Linked DNA regions of Mus musculus: region 2 is linked to region 1. Evidence: chromatin contacts called from public Hi-C data. All regions are on one chromosome and are shown on one strand. The core of a region is the stretch at or near the end of the contact, and the rest is flanking DNA. Distances in the headings are between cores, read along the strand shown.

Region 1 (3,269 bases), core at 353-2,852:
CAATTAAGAAAATGCCTCCCTAAGATGAGCCCTTAGGCAAGCTGGTAAAGTGTTTTCTTAGTCATTGATGGGGGAATCTCATCAGCCCACTGTGGGTTAGGACACCTCTGTGCTGGTGTGGTCTAGGGTTGTGTACTGGCTAGTTTTGTGTCAACTTGACACAGCTGGAGTTATCATAGAGAAAGGAGCATCAGTTGGGGAAAGGCCTCCAGGAGATCCAGCCGCAAGTCATTTTCTCAATTAGTGATCAAGTGGGGAGGGCCCCTTGTGGGTGGGACCATCTCTGGGCTGGTATTCTTGGGTTCTATAAGAGAGCAGGCTGAGCAAGCCAGGGGAACTAAGCCAGTAAAGAACATCCTTCCATGTCCTCTGCATCAGCTCCTGCTTCCTGACCTGTTTGAGTTCCAGTCTTGACTTCCTTTGGTGATGAACAGCAATGTGGGAGAGTAAGCTGAATAAATCCTTTCCTCCCCAAGTGCTTCTTGGTCATGATGTTTGTGCAGGAATAGAAACCCTGACTAAGACAGGTTGTATAAGAAAGCAGGCTGAGCAAGCCATGAGGAGTAAGCTAGTAACCGACATCCCTCCATGGCTTCTGCATCCACTCCTGGCTCTAGGTTCCTGCCCTGTTTTCCTTCAGTGATGAACAGAGATAATATGGAAGAGTAAGCTAAATAAGCACTCTCCTCTCCAAGTTGCTTTGGTCATGTTTCATTACAGGAATTGTAACACTAACTAAAACAGGCGCCAAATCTTTTTTTTTTTTTTTAAATTTAAAGGCAAACAATAACTGTGTAGCTCTCTGGCTGGCCTTGATCTCAGAGATTCTCTTGTCTCTACCTACTGAGTCCTGGGATTAAACGTTCATACCACCACAGTTATTTGTGGGCATATTTGCGTGTGTGTAGGCATGCGAGTGGCACTGCCCATGTGTGTTAGTCAGAGGACAACTTGCAGGACTCGCGTCTCACCTTCTATCAGTGGGTCCTGGGGTTTGAACTCATGTTGTCAGGTTTGGGGGCATGCACCTGCTAAAGCATTTCGATGGCCATTTTTTCTTTGTTGAGACCAGATCTCGCTGTGTAGCTCTGGCTAGCTTGCTACTGTAGACCAGGCTGGCCTTGAATTTACAGTGATTCTCTTTCCTGTCCAAGTGTACACGAGTGGCCTAGCACTCCCAGTTTTTTCTTTCTGAGACAGGGTCTCGTGTACCTCAGGCTGAACTCCCAGAGAGAGGGTCTGGGATGATGACAAAACGATTTGCTGGCAAGATAGGTGTGTTCCACCACAGCTGCCATCTGTGGTGTTGGGGACTGAAACCAGGGATTCATGTATGCTAGGCGAGCTAACCTTCCTCCCGAGCCTATTCATTAATCCATCTTGGTCAAACGAATTTTCTTCTGGGCTACAGCAAACCAGAATGTGCAACTGGACTCCGCCTCCTCAGAGGACTCACACGTCATTGGTCGCAACTGACCACGTGCCCAACAGGCTTGCTCCCCGCCCCCGGGCATGCCAGCTGTCGATCAAGCATTCGGCCCCGCCTCCGGCTCGCAGGCCAGTCCGTCTCTATAAAAGGCCGGGCGGGAGATGACGAGCCCCTGCGTCGGCGCGTCACGGCGGGGTGCGTGTGAGGTCATCGCGCGCGGGCGGGCGGGGTCCGACGGTTTGAACGAGACGAAGACGGAACCGGAGCCGGGCGCGCGGACGGCGGACGCGGGTCCTGAGAAAGCCGGTGAGGCGGCTGGCGGGCCCGGGCGGCGGCAGCAGTCGGGAATTCACGGGAGGCGGCTCCTCGTGAGCAGTGCGGAGCCGCGCGGGCAGTGGGGGGGAAGGGCGGGGCCGCGATCCGGTGCGCGGCCTGGGCCGGGGGCGCGCGCTCCGTTGTCCCGGGGGCGGGGCGTGGGCCGGAAGTGGGGGCTGCCTAGTGGTGACCGGCGAAGTCCTGACTTTGCGGCTGGGCCTGGAGGGTGTGTGCCCACGGGCGCGCGCGCGCGCGCGCGAGGGGCGCGGTGGGGACCCTGGGTGTAGGAGGCGTCGTTGCATAATGGGTGGGAGTTGGTCCGCGGAGTTGGCCGCAGAGTGCGACCTTAGGCAGGCGCTTCAGCCTCCCCGTGCCTCAGTTTCCTCCTCCGTAAAATGGAGACAGTAGAATTAAGCACAGAAAGGTTTCAGCTCGGTGCCTGGCAGAAGTCAGGCGGTCCGCGGGTGGTGGTTGAGTGCCTAGTAAATGCTAGGCCCCGGTCTCATCAGGGAGTAGACAGGCAAAGACATGCTTTCTAGGAGTCTGCTTTGTGGGTAGAGAGCCAGGAAGCAAGAAAATGAATACATGGCCAAGATAATTTCTGTAATTACTGTAAAAGGGCGATACCAGTACTGCAGGGTATAGCCTGACCTCTGCATCTTGGCGATGAGGATCCGGTGGCCCATTGAGGGAAGTTCAGCTAGGCCTGATGTCTGCCGGTGATGGGATGTCTTGACTAGCATTAATCAAGATAGCTCTTTAATGGGCACTTGTGTATAAGGCATTGTGTTAAGAGCTTGATGTAGCATTGTGTCATTTAATAGTCACATTGCCTTGAAAAGATGCTATCTTTATTCTCTTTCTTTCCCCTCTGTTGTGTTTTGCTCATTTTATTTTCTCTGTGGGGCTGAGAGGTGACTGCAGTTCCCCCACTGTGCTGAGCTGCTCATCATTCTTTTACAGAGGCGAGTCTGAGACTTTGGGTAGGGAAAGGACTTGCCTTACGTTGTCCAGCAAGTAACTCAACTCCAGAGTCATATCCTGTGTGCTACTCCTCCTTCTCCATCTAGAAACTGTTTCATACTTTTGTGGTGTCAAAGTGCCAGGACATAGAAGCTTGGGAGGCGGTGTGCTTTTCTGATACTTACCACAGCTCTGTGAGGAAGGTAGGGTCTTATTCATTTTACAGGTAAGCCATTTCTGAGGAAAGGAGACATGTTTCATACAGGGTCACATAGCTCTTTTTAGTGCCACCTCCCTCTTGCCTTTCCATAGGACTCTGGATGGTACTTGGAGAGGAATAGGGTGTACTTTATCCTACACTGAATTGAAGTGGGTAGGGAGCCAAGTGTGGTGAACATGCCTGTAGTCCTTACACTTGGGAGGTAGATGCAGGAGGATCAAAAATTGAAGGTCATCTAGCTATTGAGCTAGGTCATGAGATAGTGTGTGAAAAGGCTGACTAGAACTAGTTAGGGAGACTCCTGGGAGAGTCACTGAAGGGAGAGAAATACTTGAGTAGACG
Region 2 (3,269 bases), core at 403-2,902, 240 kb before region 1:
CGAACTCAGAAATCTGCCTGCCTCTGCCTCCTGAGTGCTGGGATTAAAGGCATGTGCCACCAGGCCCAGGCTGGTTTTTTTTTTGTTTGTTTGTTTGTTTTTTGTTTTTTAACTCTTTAGGCAACTCCGAGCTCCATGCTTTGGTGACCTTGGACAAGTCTGCTTATTATGGTCTGTATTTATGAAGGGGTAGTAAGAGGTGGATAAGGGGCTGTCTGGGTCTTAAGATACAGTAGAAGCTGGGTGTGGTGGCTCACGCCTTTAATCCCAGCCCTTGGGAGGCAGAGGCAGGCGGATTTCTGAGTTCAAGGCCAGCCTGGTCTACATGGTCTACAGAGTGAGTTCCAGGTCAGGCAGGGCTATACAGAGAAACCCTGTCTCGAAAAACAAACAAACAAACAAAGACACAGTAGAACCTGACTGGGCACCGCTCTTCTTTCCAACCCTTCACCATCCCTATCCCTCTGCACTATCGGGTATGGAGAGGTGGGGGCCCCTCTTCTTGGTAACTCTGTTTAACCCTAGATAACTGTTCTCCTGCTCCTCAGCTGGCGCTGATATGAGCTGAATCCAATTTCCTGCCACCCAAAAGCCACTTCCTGCCAAACTTGAGCTGATACCAGAAGAACTTGTTTTCTGTACACAGAGCAGTCCCTGGTGGGGCTGCTTCTGCCTCGGCCAGTCCACCTGGTAGGACTGGGTTGTGGAGGATGGGGCCTCTGCCCTCTCACCTACTGCACCCACCTGTACCGCCAGCCATCCCAGCCAGGAGTCCCACTGGACTCAGACAGGCATGTTTAGGCCATGGCACATAGCCACAAAGAGCCAGTCTGAGAGCACTGTGTGTGGGCAAGACCACAGGAAAGGCGAGTGACCGTCAACAAAGGAATACACGCACAGTTCCATACACCAACCCATGACCATACGGAGTCACAGGACAGTCTCATATAATTAAATGCAGTCACACCCACGGTGCATAGAACCAGAACCCTTTGCTTCATACACACGCACCGAAAGCGAGCATGAGTGTCTGCCTGGGCAGGGCCTTGGGCTAACCCTCGTCAGAACAGCTGGAATCATACCATCATTGTGCACACATTACAGATGTGTAAGCCAAGGCAGCCCATAGGGGCACCTTCCACACACATACTGCTTCCTCAGCCTGGGGTGCCTTCTGGCTTATTCCTTTAGCACTGTCTAGTCACGTGACTCTTCCACAAACTCAGGCAGTCCCTGCTCACTTCCTCAGAGTCTGGGTCATCTCCCTTTCACTTTAAGGGACAAAGGAGACACAGCATTTTGTTGGCTTCAGCCATGTTCTGTTCTGTGGCACAGAGAACATGCTCAGGAAGAGCCTAGTAAGGACAGACCCTGGACTGGAACCCAGGACACCCTGAGGCTGGAGCTAATTTCTGTGTTACTGTGCTTTTCATACTTCCAGAAGCCCCTTTAGCAATGGTGATGGATGAATGAATGAATGAATGAATGACCCAAACTCTCAAGATACCAGGCCAGTGATCCCCAGGCTAACCTCCTTCATTTCCTGGCAGTGTGGACAGGAGCCAAGCTCCAGGCCCCTTGGATAGTGGCAGGGCTGACGGCCGCCTAAAGCCGGCTGTCAGAAGCTTGTCTGGCCAGAGCTGCCAGCAGGGGAGACCAGCTGGCAGTGCAGGGTCCATCGGCCCAGGCCTGGAATCTGAGACGCCCTCAGAGGCCCAGCTCTTCTTTGGGCCCCCACAAACTGGCCTTTGTTCTTGGGCTAGCCAAGACCGGCAGCTTGGGCTTTCTCTCTGCCTGCCTGCGGCACCCGCGCTGCGCTGGCGAGGTAAATGGGCCAGCCTCCCCTCTGTCCACGTCCAGGACGTTGCTTCAGAACTAAATGGAGATGTAATTTTCTATACAAATCCATGACAATTTAGATGGAGTGATTGTAATTGGCTTTTCAATGGAGGTTTTGTCCGGCGCTGGTGGCTAGAACTGGGTGGCCTGTTTGAGGCAGGCTCCATTTAAATGACAATAAAGCCATAATATTGAGGACTTGTCCAGCGCCCAGTGCCCCTCCTGAGCCCTTGGGGAGCCTCATGTTTATGGATCTGTCCCTTCCCTAGGGCTGTCTGGGCAGGAGGGTGCTGGGGTCACCGTGGCTAGGAGAGGGGTTGGCTGCATATTCGGGACCATATCCCCCAACTACCTACCAGTTCCCTCAATTTGTTATGAACCCACTAGCCAGTCTGTCCAGGGCTGGAGGCTAGCCCTAGTGTTGGGGTGCTAATAATCTCCCAGGTAAGTCAGCTGGAAGGTTCTGCAATGCCTCAATATGTCATGGTGTGGTACACATGACCAGGCCCTCTTTGGCCCACAGGCCAAGGCCTGACCCTCTTGTGACTGGCTTCTTGAATGTCTGTACCTCAGTGTCTCAGCCCTGCGGTAGGGTGCGGTAGACATCCCAGAGGGGACAGCATGCACATGGGCTCAACCTGGCATGTGAAAGGTACTATATATAATCATTGCTGGGACTCACTCACTGTGCCCGCTCAGGCAGACTGGCTAGTGACTTCAGGCTCTGCAAATTTCCACTGGCTTCTCTTTAACAAAGGGCTTTTCTAGGAGTTGACCCCACCAGGTTCTGAAGATTAATGCTAGGGTGTGTTCAAGCACCTAACACAGGCCAGGCTCCAAGAATGACAGTTCTCCTCACTACAGTTTCCGCCTCCAGCAGCATCTATGGAGAACTGCACTTGAGTGTGCAGACCCCACAGCATGAGAACCAAGCTGACAGGAGCCCCCGTGGGGATGTCTCTGCTGCCTAAAGATGCTATGGGAAGGACTGATCTCGAGGAGGCTGCACGAAAGAAGGCTTCACAGAGGATGTGATAACTGCCTGGACCACTCTGCCAACCAAAAAAGTGTCTACATTTACCAGGCAGATGCTGTAACCTGGTTACCAGAAGGATCTATTCTCACCTGTCAGTGAGGTGTGGTGGCCACAAAGATGCCATTAAAGTGACATGTTTAAGTCACTCTAGAAGGCAAGCTGCCTAGGCAAAAGGCTGGTAGGTGGGAAGGGAGCTGCCATCATTGATAGCAATAAGTGGGGTAGCACAGAAGCTGTGCTCAGCGTGTATGGAGACCCTGACTTCCAGTGTCACAGGCAGCCATAGAGAAAGTTTAAGCAGGTAGTGACACAATCCAAATTCTTATTATTTATCTATTCATTCGGGGAGGGTGTCACATTTTCTGTCAGAGTGACCTAGGACTCACTATTTAGC

The links. A called contact is a pair of places that touch in the nucleus more often than the background predicts.
Region 2: a Hi-C map of cerebral cortex shows a contact between it and region 1, with 1.7 times the contacts expected there. The contact joins the enhancer-like site here to the promoter of Mapre1 in region 1. A contact is called at or near these places in 1 of 39 promoter capture datasets (the HPC-7 cell line), 5 of 484 Hi-C or Micro-C datasets (cerebral cortex, cortical neurons and embryonic stem cells) and 1 of 9 other capture datasets (adipose tissue).

Annotation. Positions count from the first base shown.
Region 1 is chr2:153,739,685-153,742,953 of GRCm38.p6, forward strand. Mapre1 (microtubule-associated protein, RP/EB family, member 1) reads left to right here and starts at 1,603. Exons shown (of 7, transcript NM_007896.3): 1 at 1,603-1,735.
Region 2 is chr2:153,495,374-153,498,642 of GRCm38.p6, forward strand. The region is part of intron 1 of Nol4l (nucleolar protein 4-like); the gene reads right to left. It also overlaps 4930404H24Rik. Among named protein-coding and RNA genes, the nearest start is that of Nol4l, 33 kb to the right of the region's middle. Within about 2 kb of position 1,653, at least 64 of the 459 cell types and tissues checked have an H3K27ac peak or open chromatin away from gene starts, as enhancers often do. A contact at or near this core is called in cerebral cortex, where this site is marked.